Regions from separate parts of the Mus musculus genome. Here all the other regions are linked to region 3. The links are chromatin contacts, called in public HiChIP or PLAC-seq maps. All regions are on one chromosome and are shown on one strand. Each heading gives the region's core, a stretch centred on a gene start, on an enhancer-like site or on the middle of the called end of the contact. The rest is flanking DNA. Distances are from core to core; before and after follow the strand shown. Region 1 has its middle 59 kb from the start of Gm30069. Region 2 has its middle 15 kb from the start of Cdca7. Region 3 holds the start of Ola1 (Obg-like ATPase 1).

The links. HiChIP or PLAC-seq counts read pairs in DNA pulled down with a chosen protein or histone mark.
Region 1: an H3K4me3 HiChIP or PLAC-seq map of embryonic basal ganglia shows a contact between it and region 3, with 5 times the contacts expected there. The contact joins the enhancer-like site here to the promoter of Ola1 in region 3. A contact is called at or near these places in 3 of 39 promoter capture datasets (cranial neural crest, hippocampal neurons and liver), 8 of 115 datasets of contacts at active chromatin or transcription factors (bone marrow-derived macrophages, embryonic basal ganglia, embryonic forebrain and 4 more) and 3 of 9 other capture datasets (adipose tissue, liver and pancreatic islet).
Region 2: an H3K27ac HiChIP or PLAC-seq map of differentiating embryonic stem cells shows a contact between it and region 3, with 4 times the contacts expected there. The contact joins the enhancer-like site here to the promoter of Ola1 in region 3. A contact is called at or near these places in 14 of 39 promoter capture datasets (the 3T3-L1 cell line, 3T3-L1-derived adipocytes, the C10 cell line and 9 more), 3 of 484 Hi-C or Micro-C datasets (the HPC-7 cell line, bone marrow-derived macrophages and embryonic stem cells), 15 of 115 datasets of contacts at active chromatin or transcription factors (bone marrow-derived macrophages, craniofacial prominence, differentiating embryonic stem cells and 11 more) and 4 of 9 other capture datasets (adipose tissue, embryonic stem cells, liver and 1 more).

Annotation. Positions count from the first base shown.
Region 1 is chr2:72,554,442-72,558,945 of GRCm38.p6, forward strand. No RefSeq gene overlaps it. Among named protein-coding and RNA genes, the nearest start is that of Gm30069, 59 kb to the right of the region's middle. Within about 2 kb of position 2,925, at least 23 of the 459 cell types and tissues checked have an H3K27ac peak or open chromatin away from gene starts, as enhancers often do. A contact at or near this core is called in embryonic limb bud, where this site is marked.
Region 2 is chr2:72,488,833-72,493,537 of GRCm38.p6, forward strand. No RefSeq gene overlaps it. Among named protein-coding and RNA genes, the nearest start is that of Cdca7, 15 kb to the left of the region's middle. Within about 2 kb of position 3,014, at least 18 of the 459 cell types and tissues checked have an H3K27ac peak or open chromatin away from gene starts, as enhancers often do. A contact at or near this core is called in differentiating embryonic stem cells and trophoblast stem cells, where this site is marked.
Region 3 is chr2:73,213,039-73,217,826 of GRCm38.p6, forward strand. It overlaps Ola1 (Obg-like ATPase 1), which reads right to left and starts at 1,409. Exons shown (of 11, transcript NM_025942.2): 1 at 1,248-1,409.

The sequences.
Region 1 (4,504 bases), core at 1,675-4,174, 660 kb before region 3:
CTGGCTATTCTTCCAGAGGAACCAGTCCTAATTCCCAGCAACCATAATGGCAGCTCACAACTGTCTCTAACTCCAGTTCCAGGCATCCAACATGCTCACACAGACATACATGCAGGCAAAAACCCCAAGACACAGTAAAACAAAACAAAACCAAAGACAGACAAACAAACAGTGGAATAAAAAAGGCTCAGAAGGAAAATCATGATGAAATAAGAAAGAAGAGAGAGAACAGAAGGCGGGGATACTGAAAAGGATGAGGCAAGGCTTGGCCTCAGTGGGAGAACGGTTAGCCTGGATAAGGCCCTGGTTCAATGCCCAGAAAACCACGAGACACAAAGGACAGAATGTTTGTGAAGAGAAGGCCAAGAAGAAGGAGAGAAAAGTGGACAGAGGCAAAAGAGGGCACAGAGACATTTTAAAGCAAACCATGTCTTCAGAAGGGTAACGTATCAAAATATTTTTAAGTACAAGGAATAAACAAGTTAAGAAAGACATCCTCACAGGAAATCAGCCTTAATTGCTCAATTCCCCAGAGCAGCCGAGATGGCAATGCTCTGTGACACTGAGATGGCTGGGTCCTGTCGCCAAGAAAGTGTAGCAGCGTGTGCTACACGGTCTTTTTGACACTTCCATTTGCTATGAAATTTCTCAGAATAAACAGCACATGTATTTTAGTAAAGACAGAGACTACGCATTTCCAAGGGGTGGGGTGGAGGTACTTGCAGGTGGCTTACTAAGAACAGCATGGGTTCTCACCCAACCAGAACCTGGGTGGCAAAGGAGACAGTGTTCTAGGTCCAAAACTATCAAGGAGAGATGGCCTCCCTTCAGAGTCCTCAGAGACTGGTTTCCATTACGACCGGTTCAATCTGCCAGAAAGGCAGGAACCATGGGGACGGTTGGGAGAACCCCACCCTCTCTGGGCTTAGGGTGTGCTGGCTCTGGAGAAGTTCTTACAAGTTATTTGGTTTGGGTCTTTCACCTTAGGAGTTCCTTTTAGCTAATGAAAGACAGCCAGGCTTGGGCAAGGCATCTCTACTCTACTCTCTTGAAAGAATGAAGCCCACTGCTGTCCCTCTGCTGTTTCCTCCTGGTCTATTTGGAAGCTGGCAAACGGATTTGATAAAAGTGACAGGCTTATCAGGTTAAGATAGTAATTTACTTCCACTGCTTTGAGAGGCACCAGCGACTAGCAGTAAGAAGAAATATATCTACCCTGGTGGACACATTTCAATTCATTAGGTTTCCCGGCTTTCATCCAAGACAGACTTTTTCTTCTTAGCCGATAAATCTGTTTGGTTTTTACTTCACATGGCACTAAACAAGCACACATCCATTTATACTCTAACAATATCCAGTCTGATTAATCGGTTTAATTAGCAGTGGGTTGATGCTTTCTTGGCCCACTGCAAGTCCAGTTACCAAAAAAAAAAAAAAAAAAAAAGAAAAAAAGGCAAAGCAACCAAGAGGGGCTGTTTGTAAAAACACATGCCTGCAACAACTGCAGGGGACCGGGGAGAGACATTCTCCCAACAAATGTTAGCCCTGGGCAAAAAAAAAAAAAAAAAAAATTTTTTTTTTGAGTACACACAAAAGATTAAATTAACAATAGATGAATGGCAGATAGGAACTGCCAGTGACCAGACTTTCTTAGGAGCCAACCTTTAACAACACGGATTATTTCGGATAATTCATGGTTTGCCATTTTTTATTCTTTGTCTCCTCTGTAATATCCAGGGCACATCTTAGACAGATAATTAGGGCATTATCATATTCCTTAACTAAGTCAGACAAATTGCACCATGCTTTGCCGCAAACCAACCTACAGTTCCACATTAGCATTGTCTAATTGTTCCAAATAAAGTCCTCGACTTCTCCCCCCCCCCCCCATTGCATCAACTTTATTTGTCAATAATACTCAGGCGAGAGTGAGCATTCCCTTTTGTGGAGGATTTTCTTGAATGTGCTAGCCACTAGGTAATCTTACAGTTAATACAGGCCACAGCATGGTAAAATGGGAGAAAATATAAAGGTCAAAACCAGGTTTCTAACATGAAAAAAAGTGAATGATAATGACATAATTTTTTTTCAGCTCATCAGGCTCTTGGCTAAGTGCTGCTGTTATTGCCAGATCAGTAGTGTCTGACAAAGAAAGGCTTTCTGCAGGCTGCTTCATTAGTCTGCCCTGTCGGACCTCACCTCCAGACCTTTTACTAATCTGTTGGCCAGCTCAATGGTCTTGTTAGTTTTATTCACTTGTTCCTGACAGCGGCTTGTCTCAGCTGTAGCCCTCCCAGAGGCCGGTGGTGAGAACAGCCAGGTTTGTGTCTAGTACCTTTAAATAAAAACAGTGAGAGACAACTTTGGATATTGTCAGAACAAGTCAAAAAAAAAATCGCTGCTGACTTATTTTATGTTGCGGAAAGTTAAATTATACCGTGGGCCCAGAAGTAAACGGGACTGCATTGGGAGACGATGCCAATTCACACAATGAGAAGGTGCAGGAGGGAAAATGGAGGCAAAGGAGATTCGACAGTTTATGTAATTTTTGTTGTTTGTTCAAAACAGCACCAAGGGGCTGGGGGTGGGGGGTGGGAAGAGAAAGAACACAGAGACAAATTCAAAATCCTACGGGGAAATTGAGAATGTCATTTTCCCAGACCAATTACCTGAAGTCATGAAGATTTAATACAATTGATTCGTGCGTACCATTAGTGCCAATAACACACTTAATACAAAGTGTCCCAAAACATTTTGCATTGAGAGCTGACAGCAAGATAAAACTTAGGGGGTGGGAAGCTTTTAAGGTGAGATTTGAAGAGCCTGGGTGATGGATGAATCACTAAGCCCAGAGGGAGGGAGCCAGGGTGGGAGCTGCTGGGCTTGGGCCAGCCAGGGCAGAATTTCCAGCTGTGGAAGTAATGGAGAAAGCAAGCCAAGGAGATTGGGGGCTCCCTGAGCTGGCTGCAATGACAGAGGCACTAAGGGTAAGTGGAAGGAACGGGTAGGAAAATGAAGGTCTCGCTCCTGCAGACATGCTGGGGACTTAGCTGTTTGTCAGAGGAATGAGGAGTGGGGAGAAGACAGAGATTTGGAGCAGCATTCAAGAACAATCATCGTTCGAGCAGTCTCTCTCTCTGTGTGTGTGTTTCTGATTTGCTGTTCTTTTTCAACAAATCATCTGCTCATTTAATGCTCATAAAGAACTTCCTCAAAGAAAGAAAAGTGTTTACGCTTCTACTGCACACTGGGACGGCGCTGGCAGATCCGGCATTATGTAGAATTTTGCTCATGATGTATTTATGGAAAAACATTAGCACTGAAGTAATTAGATACGTAAGTTATGTGAGACTCTCAAAGTCTCTCTGGGGATGACTAAGCTAGCAGCAGCCTGTTTTATACATAGGGAAACTGAGGTCAGGGAGAAAGGAGCACAAATGGGATGCAGGCCTTTAGGAGAGCCCTCATGAACTAAGGGGAATACTTCTTAGATTGGCTGTAACTCGCCACTCAAAATTCCTCAAACCAGTAACAGCCAACCAGAGCCTTCCTCTGAGGTTTTTACAGCTTACCCACCCCCTTCTTTGCAAACAGCTGGCTTACAGTTGTGCCTTGCAAAGCCAATCTGGATTGTTAAAGCGAATAAGGAGGCTAGGTCCAATACTGCACAGTATATCAGGTTTCATACAGGGTAACACAGCGGGCAAGGTCTCGCCTTCAAGGAGACCATAAGCTCTTCTCTTCTAGACCTTTCTGACTAAATAATTTACTGGGCAAATTAAACTACTCTATCAGTTTACTAAGGCTGTTGTATGTAGCAAGGTGACATAACTCAGTGGCTTGTACATTCGACATTTATTGCCTCATTGTTCTGGAGTTACATGGACACTAATAGCCATTGGTAGAGTTGGCTCCTTCTGGGGATCGTGAGAGGAATGTGTGTCTGTGCCTCTCTCTTAGCACCTTACGACTGCTGATACTCTTGGCTGTTTCTTAGTGGATTGGAATACCTCCCTCACCTCTGCCTTCTCACGATCTTCTTGCTATTTGCTAGGCTGTCTCCAACTCCCAACCTCCTTCTTATGAACATATTGGGTTAGGGTCCTTTGTAACAATTGCCTAGTAACTTCTTCTAAAATGCAAAACTCTATACAAGCCTTGTCTTTAAACACAGTCAAAGATTGAGATATAAAGTTCGGGATTTCAGTACAGTATTTTAGAGGAACACAATCCAACCCATAATAGTTACCGGGGGTAGACATTGCTACAAAATGGAAAAGGATGGGCAGTTCAGAGATAAATGGGGTGTGGCCCCGGACCACTTGCACTTAAGTGAGAGAGATGGGCCAGCATGCAAATGAATGCAAGTTTGTTTGCTTGTTTGTTTGTTTTAAAGGGAATTTAGAGCCAAAGTTGGCCATGCTGAATCCAAGGGACTGAACAACCCAGAGCGTGTGTTCTATGGAGAGGCTGCAGGGGTCGGTGATCCAGGTTTTCTTTGAAG
Region 2 (4,705 bases), core at 1,764-4,263, 720 kb before region 3:
TGCTGGGCGATGGAAACCCAGGGTGTTGGAGCACCTGCATCAGTGTCAGAATCTGGGAGCTTTAGCTGCAGAGTCTGTAAATAAAGAGAAGACTATAGAAGAAATGGGGAAAGAGGAAGCCAAAGACACCAGGTAGGTACTGCCTGAGTCAGAGGCTTGGGGACTTGAAGGGAGACAGTAGGGATGGGGGTGATGGGCAGAGAATTGGCAGGTTTTAGGGACAGGCTTTTCTTTTCAAACAGTATCAAGGTGCAGAAAGACATTGGCAGGAACGAACAAGGAACAAAGGCCACAAAGCTAAAGCCACTCTTATTCAGTCCCCTTGGAAAATTTGGGTTTTACAACACTGGGGTGTCAAATTGAGGGCTTTCAAACATCTGGCAGGAAGTGCCTTGAGTTGAGGCAGTCAACCTAAACTCCCGATCGAGTTGTCCATGGGTGAGTTTCCAGTGTCCAGCTTCCCAGTCCCGCTCCAGGCCTTCTTAGACCTCAGGATAAACAGAATTCACATTGCTGGACATGGCTCATTGTCTAACCATTTTCAAGGATACACTTCGGTAAGCAATTTTAATTTTGCTGGGCAGTGGTGGCACACGCCTTTAATCCCAGGACTCTGGGAGGCAGACAGGTGAATCCCAGCCTGGTCTACAGAGTGAGTTCCAGGACAGCCAGGGCTACACAGAGAAACCTCATCTTGAAGAACCTTCACTTTGTAGGGGGCGGGGCTGTAGAGAGGGCTCAGCGGCTAAGAGCACATGTTGTTCTGTAAAGGATCTACTCCTCCGTAGTGGACTGTAACCTGGGACTGTGAGCTAAAATAAACCCTTTCTCCTCTAAGTGGTCTTTGTCAGGATGTTTTATCATAGCAAGTATGTAAGTATTCATGCATCTGTGTCTACATTAGCACTTAAATATATTAATAGCTGACATTGCTACATGATATTTTCAGAATACTGAAATAAATAATATTGTGACAGAAAATAATTTAATTTTGTTGTTTCCTAGAAGTAGTGAGTCAGCTACTATGTTTGGTATAGTTGTTTGCTTGGCTTTGCTTTTCAAAACCAGGTTGGTCTTAAACTCCTGCTCCTTCTGCTCCTTCCTGGGGTTAGAGGTGTTCACTGCTGTGCCTGCCTAGATCTGTGTTTCTGTAGCCTCTTGCCTACCAGGTACATAGTAGCATGTAGTACTCACCCTGTCTTTCTCTCACTGTACCTTCCTCATTTAACTATATAGATGAGATGAGTGTAATTTCTATTACTCAAAGAATATTATTGGAGGCTGGGAAGAAGGCTCAGGTAATAAAGGTGCTTACCACCAAAGCTGACAACCTGATTTTGAGTCCTGGAACCCACATGGTAGAAAGACCCCTCCAAGTTGTCCTCTGAACCTCCATACATGTGTTGTGGCATACATTCACACATACACACACACACACACACACACACACACACACACACACTACAGAAAATTGTAGACTCCTGTAATGCTTCAGTGTATGACCATGTAATTAAATAGTAAGTTCTAGAGAAATACAACATGGAGAATGCTTTCCTCACCCACCTAGAAGACTTATGTATGAGTTTGTGATAAACAAGTCAAGTCCCCTTTCCCTGATTGCTTACAATGACAGAAATTCATATTTCTGCTTTCTTGTTTTTGTTTGGTTGCCCATATTTTAATAGGCCTCAAGTTCATCTTTCAAGCTGAGTAGCTGTAATTCTTTCTTCTCCTTCTTCCTCTTCTTCCTCTTCTTCCTCTTCTTCCTCTTCTTCCTCTTCTTCCTCTTCTTCCTCTTCCTCTTCCTCTTCCTCTTCCTCTTCTTCTTCTTCTTCTTCTTCTTCTTCTTCTTTTCATTCTCCTCCTCCTCCTCCTCCTCCTCCTCCTCCTCCTCCTCCTCCTCCTCCTCCTCCTTCTCCTCCTCCTCCTCTTCTTCCTCCTCCATCCAGTATGGCTTTCGAGTAGTAATGACTGACTGTCTCTGGTTCTTTCCTGGGCTCCCCAGACAGGACCATTTTAAGTATTGTGGCGCTTAAGGAGGAAAATATGTAAATAAAATTCCTTTATGCAAATGCTTTCAGCAAATCTCATTGCCAGCCAAATTCTTGTAAATCACGATAAACAGATGCTACTGAATGAAATGACTAAGTGAAATTAGGAAGATAGATCTATTTATCTTATTTTTCAGTGTTAGGGAGGGAGAAAAAGATATTAACTAAATTTCCTTTGCCTGCATGATGATTAGGGCAGACACCAAGAACCCTATTAATTGATTTCAGCAGGCGCAATGAGAGGACCAGTTGGAGAGCTACCCCGGAGAGCAAGGTTTCTGTGGCAATTTAGTTTTGTTTTTTACATAGAACCAGGCTTCAGAAGCCATCTAACTAGCGTCAAGGTTACTGGGTCTCTGGTTTGTGTCTACCATTTTGCTACTCTGTTTTTCTTAAGTTAAAAAAACAAAAACAACAACAACAACAACAACAACAAAAAAAAACTTGAAATAAAATTTACCATTTCAAAATGTAGAATTTGTTGGCTTCCAGTGTGTTCAGGGTGCTGTACGTGTAACCGTGTAACCGCTCTGGCTGTAACTGCAGACCATCCTTACCTCACTCCCACAAGTCTCTCACTCTAAAGACTAACCCCTTCCCTGCCTCCCTCGGCCCACCCCACCTCCGTCCTCCCTCTCCAAGCTCCTGAGCCCATCTGCTTTCTAGACTTGCCAGTTCTGGATGTTTGACATGCATATTCTGTTGTGTTCCGCTTGGGTTTCTGTTGCTGGGGTAAGCATCATGATTAAAAGGACCTTGGGGCAGAAAGGGTTTATTTTGTTTACATGTCCTGCTCCATTACAGTCCAACATTGAGGAAAATAAAGCCAGGAACCAAGGAGGGGAGACAAGCTTACTGGTTTGCCCCAGGGGCTTGTACAACTCACTTTCCTGTCCAATACAGGAATACCTGCTAGGGGTGTGTGTCACTGCCACCGAGGGCTGGGCCCTCCCACATCAGTCATTAACCAGAACTTGCCCTGCAGACGTGCTCACCAGCCAATCAGAAAATGCCCTGCCGCAGGCTCATCAGCTAATCCACCGGAAGCAGTTCCACAGTTAAATTCCTGCTTTCCAGAAGTCTATCACCTAGTGTCTGCCCTGTTTCTCAGGCTTACGGGTGCTGTAGAACGCATCACGTTTCCTACTTCTGCTTAAATGATGTTCTTGGCCTGGTGTGCTGGCGCATGCCTTTAATCCCAGCACTCTGGAAACGGAGGCAAGCAGATCTCTGAGTTCAAGTCCAGCTTGGTCTACAGAGCAAGTTCCAGGACAGCCGGGACTACACAGAGAACCCCTGTCTCAAAAAACAAAATCAAACCAAAAAGAAACAAAGACGTTATTTCAAAGATGTTTAAATTTTATGTATGAGTGTTTCCCTATATATATGTAAGTTCACTGTATGCATACAATGTTCATAACAGAAACCCAATTAGGACATAAGCCTCGCTTCATATGCAAGTTACATTTTAAATTTTTTATTTTATTTTTTTGTTCCATTTATTTTGAAGGCTATAAATGTCTCTTAATTCCTTATTATAGGAAAATGGGACTTCATAATTGAAGTCACCCATAAGCCTACCACTCGCCAATTGCTACAGTTCGAGTTTGGCTTCTTGGGCTGAAGATAACGTTTACTACTGTATTAAGCGACATAATTACATTGGCTTTCCTTCAGTTAGGCATCTCAGCCTTTAGCCTCAAAGGAGAGTATCACCATGGATGGTATTCTCTATTTAAGACAAAAATGATTTAATCATATTATTTTATGTTTGAGTGCCTGTATACATTTAAGTGTAACTGTAAATATATTATTTCTGCTTTACCTACACAGATGTATGTATACAGGAATGGGTGGGGAGACCACAGGACAACTTGTGGGAACTGGTTCTCTCCTACGCACGGGTCCTTAGGTTTGAAGTCGAGTTGTCAGGTTTTATGGCAAGTGCCTTTACCCATCTCACTGGCTCAGTTTTCTATTTGAACAGTACAGTGATTATTCAAAGCTGTATCACTCTTTATGTGTGTGATAGTTGGGAACAAACCCGCTGTTTCTTATAAGCTAGGCAGGTGTTTTCTCACTGAGCTACACCAGAGACTTGTGAATTAAAGTTTTCTTCTCCCTTCTTAGAAACTTCAGCTCTTCTCCCAGGTTTACAGTTCACCTTTCCCTCCTAACACTTTACCCTCTTGCCATTCAGTCCAGGTCTCTCATCTGTGTATCGCTTCTCGGTCATTCCACTTTGCCTGGAATCCTCTTCTCGAGAAGGCACACTTGTCCCCGTTTTGTGCTGCACACTTGTCTTGCCGGGGTGACGTAATGGTTAGTATTCTTTGTCAACCTGATAAGATCTAGCGTCACGGAGGAGACGTTCCGCTGCTGGGCATGCGCAAACACTGATCAGGATGGCTGACCAGGTGCCTCAGTTTCCTGCGGCCATCCTCTCCCTGCTGTGAACTACCCGGGACTGTGAGCTTCCTTAAGCTGCTGTTGTTAGGGTCTTTTGTGATAGCCACAGGAAAGGTAACTAATAGCCATCGTTCTCTAATGTTCATTTCCCTTCTGCTGGTTTCCTCTCTCGTTTTACTGAAGACTTCCTCCGGCAGTTTCCCCCAGAAAGAGTAGGAGAGACATCCTTGCATGCATTGGAAATT
Region 3 (4,788 bases), core at 159-2,658:
TAGACAAGAAAACCTACTGTCTGTACCAATCCACAACTAAAATATGAGCAAAACCCATACTTTTTTTGAGGGGAGGGTCTCTGTAAACAGATCTGATTCTAAAATGTGTACATGTATCACTTCTGAGTAGTCCCAGAAACACTGCAGCAGCGGGAATCAAAGATAAACTTAAAACTTAGTTCCAATCCTCCGTGCTGGCTGCCGACAACCGCCTTCTTAACCTGTCATAGTATTTGAAGGAAAGCATTTGGAAGGAGAAGAGACACAAGTCTAAGGAAGCCCATTACAGAAACACCAGCAACCATGTCACCTCTCGCCAATCATTCCTCCACCGCTTGGAACCCGCCTCTCTCCACAACTCAGCGTTCACCACACTGATGGTCACTACTAGGCCTGGAGGTCCTTCGAAGCCAGACCTTTTTGCCTTTGACACTGTAGGTAAGCTTACCGTCAGTCCTTATTAAACAGTTTTTGAAACCCACACTCTACACTGGATACTTTGAAGGCACTCACCTTGTCGTTCCTTTTCAAGATCCAACCTAGAGCTTTCATGTATGCTAAAAGCAAGCGCTCTACCAGTAGGCTATATACAGCCCTATTTCAAATACCTTTTGATTGACAAGTCCAAACTTTCTGTCTTTTCTTGTCCTGGCTCCAAGGTCCACTGTGCAAAATTGATCTCACTTTTAACACTGCAACAGGAACCTACGAGGAACTGCAACCTTGCGCGTCTTAGAACCTGGAAACTAAAACTGTCCCTGCCTTCTGGCTGGTTGGACCTCCTAGAGCCACGCTGCTCCTCCCTCCTTCTCCCCACTCCGCCTGCTCCAGAAGTGATACTCCAACCTGTAATCCCAGACCGGGAGGCCAAGGATCTCCCATTTTGGGGATCCTGACACCTGTTCCGGGCCTCCAATGAACAGCTGCATGGGGAGAGCCCGTCCAGTCCTGGAGCCTACAAGGGGTGACCTACAAGGGGTGCCCCCGCAGTCCAGCCAAGCAGGACCTCCGCACACCACCCTTCCCCTCCTGACCCGGCATTGGCGTCCCGCCCTGAGGCAAGACTTTCCCCCAGACTGCGGCGAGAGCCAATCTCGTGGCCGCGCGGCCTAGTCCGAGGGCGCCTCATTCATCCACATGCCCCAAGCTGTCCGCTGCCCTCAGCCCGTCCCGGCGGCCGGTCTCCGGCCTAGCGCCAGCCTCGGAACCACTGGCCCGGGAGCCCACGGGCTCCTTCGGGGACTCACCGTGCACCGGGCTAACGATCGCACGGGGTCCCGGACTGCAAAGACCGGTGTCGCCGGCAGCCGGAGGTGGGGAAGAAGGCGGAGAGAGCGCAAGCCCGGCCCTCCGCCGAGCCGCACGCACGACGGCAGAGGCGACGGAACGGGCGGGCCGGGGCGGCACCTGTGCGCAGGCCACGCCCCCACAGGGTCACGCCCATTGGCCCGGATGCCCGGGCCCGGATGGGCGGGGCCTACGAGGAGGAGGGCGCTCAGCAGCACCGGGTTTCTGCGTCTCTCTACACGTGGGCTTCCACCGAGCCTCCAGGTTTCTTTCAGCTCCACTGCTCCGGTTCCGGGCTCCTGCTTCGTCTGGGATCTATCTTGTCCCTGACTGATCGTGCCCAGATCAGCCTTTGCTACCTGCACGGAGCCGCCCTTCTCCCCTTTCCAGTAACTTCTTTCAGATGGGTTAACGATGAGAAGCCATTAAACTTTCTTCAAGGGAAAAATGGACCAAGGAAAATTTCGGATCCAAGACGCACTTAACAGCCACAGAAGTGCATAAAACATTTAAAGAGTCACCATCTTCTTCCTCGTCGCCGCACATACATCCCTTTCCTCTGCGAGGTTAAGAACTATGAGAAGGAAACATGATTTCTTCCTGGTTCTAAAATGAGACTACTGCGATCCATCTCATAAGGCTATTGGTAGGATTAAATCAAATAATATGTATAAAGTCACCTTCTAACTACACTATGAGCTCCACTGGGACAAAAAGGTGTTTATTAGGTTTTCTCCAATGACTTTCAAGTATTTGTTACAGTGAATGTCCAGAAATTATAATTTTTTTTCAAACATACCAGTTGCAAATAAAAGAAAAGAGTGTGAATTGGTTGCTAATCCCCAATTTGCAGATGACAGAATAGTATCAGAAAAGTATCAGGTAAAGTTTCACAACTAAACTAGTGACAGAAGACACATGTCAAACCCTGATCTCTCTGCAAAAATCTGAGTTTTTTTTTTTAATTATGTTTATTGCCTATTGTATGTGTGCTTGTGTGGATTCGCTCTTGTATACAACAGTTCTGGTGAGGTCAAAGAACAGCTTGGAGTCAGTTCTCTCGTACTTTGCAGGTTCTGAGAATGAAACTCAGATTCGTAAGGCTTAGCAGCAAGCACCTCTCCATACTGAGCCATCTCACAGATCTAGAACTCTTCACTTTCTGTCAGAAACTTTTTGAATGGTGTGACTGACAAGCAGCAGCTGAGCCACTGTTTGTAATAAAATTGCATTAAGGTTTTTCTGTCACCCCGTGAGAGTGATCTTAGGAAAGCCTTAGAGCTCTTTTGATACATTTTAAAGACAGGGTCTTTGTCTTTAGTTTTGCTATTGGTTAAAGATTGTTACTGTCAAAGCAGTCACGTAAGTCCTTACTTTCTACAGTTACTAATGCACTACACACTCAGCCTAGTATCCTTGTCATCATTGTATGTGTAAAATAGACCCCAGGGATAAGCAGTACACAGCTTGTAACCGCCATCGAGCTAACGCACATGAACAGCACAGAGGTCTGAGACATTAAAAAATAACGCTATTTTCAATTACTCTGATCCCCCCCCACACACACACACACACACATATCATGGCTTTATTATGTAGCTGTGCCTTCCTCTGCTCTCATCCCCTAGCTAACAACCAAAAGCCAACTGCAGCTCTAGACACTACTAAAATGTCAGGAGTAGAAGAGGAGGAAACATGTCATCTAGTGGACCCCTAGGAAAAACAGGCAGTGTGTCTCAGAAGCCTCTAGCTGACATCTTCTGTTTCACTGGGCAAAACTAGGTGGATCCTTCATGAGTCACAGGTGAGGGGTGTTTGGAGTGTGGCGGTGCTAGGCAACAAGATAAATGAGTTACGTGCAAGGCAGGATAGAATAAGACAACACAAGATTGTATAATTTTCTTCAGAATGACATGATTTAAAACTTGGCAATTAAGCCGGGCGTGGTGGTGCACACCTTTAATCCCAGCACTCGAGAGGCAGAGGCATTCGGATTTCTCAGTTCAAGGACAGCCAGGTCTACAAAGTGAGTTCCAGGACAGCCAGGGCTATACAGAGAAACCCTGTCTCGAAAAACCACAAAAAACAAAAAACAAACAAACAAAAAAAAACCCGTGGCAATTAGTTATTTCTGGAATTTTCCGTCTAATACTCTAATGTTGCAATTGGGCATGATATAATAAAACCATGGAAAGTAAAACCACAGGTAAGGGCATGGGGCTATAGTACTAGAATCACCATGGCCCATTTTGGGGTGTAATGGCTCAGTGGACCCAGGTTTGATTCCCAGCACCCACATGGTAGCTCAAAACTGTAACTCTGGTCCCATAGAATCCAATGCCTTCTTCTAGCCTCTGAGGGCATCAGACAGCCATATGGTGCACAGACATCAAGACATAACACCCATTTATATCAAAACAAAACTTAGGGGGGAAAATTCTTCCCTTTAAAAAATATGTATATGTTATGTATATGTTTAGGTAGGTGTGTGTATGTGTACATGTGTCTATGAAGGCCAAAGATTAGCCTCTAATGTCAGGAGTCAGCCACCTTTTTTTTTTTTTTGGACAGACTATCTTACTGGGACCTGGGGCTCACTCATCAGGCAGGGCTGGCTAACCAGTGAGCCCTGGTCTTCCTGACTCCACATTCCCACCACAGGGATTATGAACACATAACCTCCATACCTGGCTTTTTATATGGGTACTGAGGATCAGCCTCAGCCTCAGCCTTGCACATCGCATACTTCACCCAGTAAGCCACCTCCCAGCCCTTTTCTTTTAAAGACATAGTCTCACTGTTTAGACCAGGCTGGCCTCAAACTCATAGTCTACCTGCCTCGGCTACCTGAGTGTTGGGATTACAGATATGCAACACCATATTTACATACACTGCCCTCAAGCCTTGCTGTTTGTAGCACATGAACTTTCTGGCCGGAACATATCGGACCTGGGATATCAAATCCAAGCTGAAGAAATCAAGATTCTTTTCCTTTCTGGAAGTTGGAGTCAAGCCATAATAACAAATGCTGTTGGTTGCTTAAAGGGGAACATAAAATCAGGGCTAAGGACTATGTTAGGCACTTTTTTTTTTTTCAACAGGAGGCTATTCTAAAGAAAAAAAAATAAGGAGGAAAAGGGTCAAGCAATCATCAGATGGTCCTGGAGAAACTGAAAGAGGAGAGAGCAATCACAAGTTCTAAGTGTCCAATTCCAAATGTCTAATCCATCGAATGGCCTGTTTACTTTTTAACCCCAGGCTCTCTGATAACCTTGCTTTCTACCGAGAACTTCCATTTTCTGTTTAAATTGGTTTACAGTGGATTTCTAATAGCCAAGCAATATTTGCAGTGGCCAAGGCAGACAAGAACTTATAGCCTCCTAAGAACTATCATAATGCACGTGGGAGGCACATCATCCCTCTTACCTGCAGTCTTAGACAACAGTTTCCCAGAGTGTGCTCGGTGTAACTGGGATTCTCCAAGAAGCTCTGTTGAGTAAG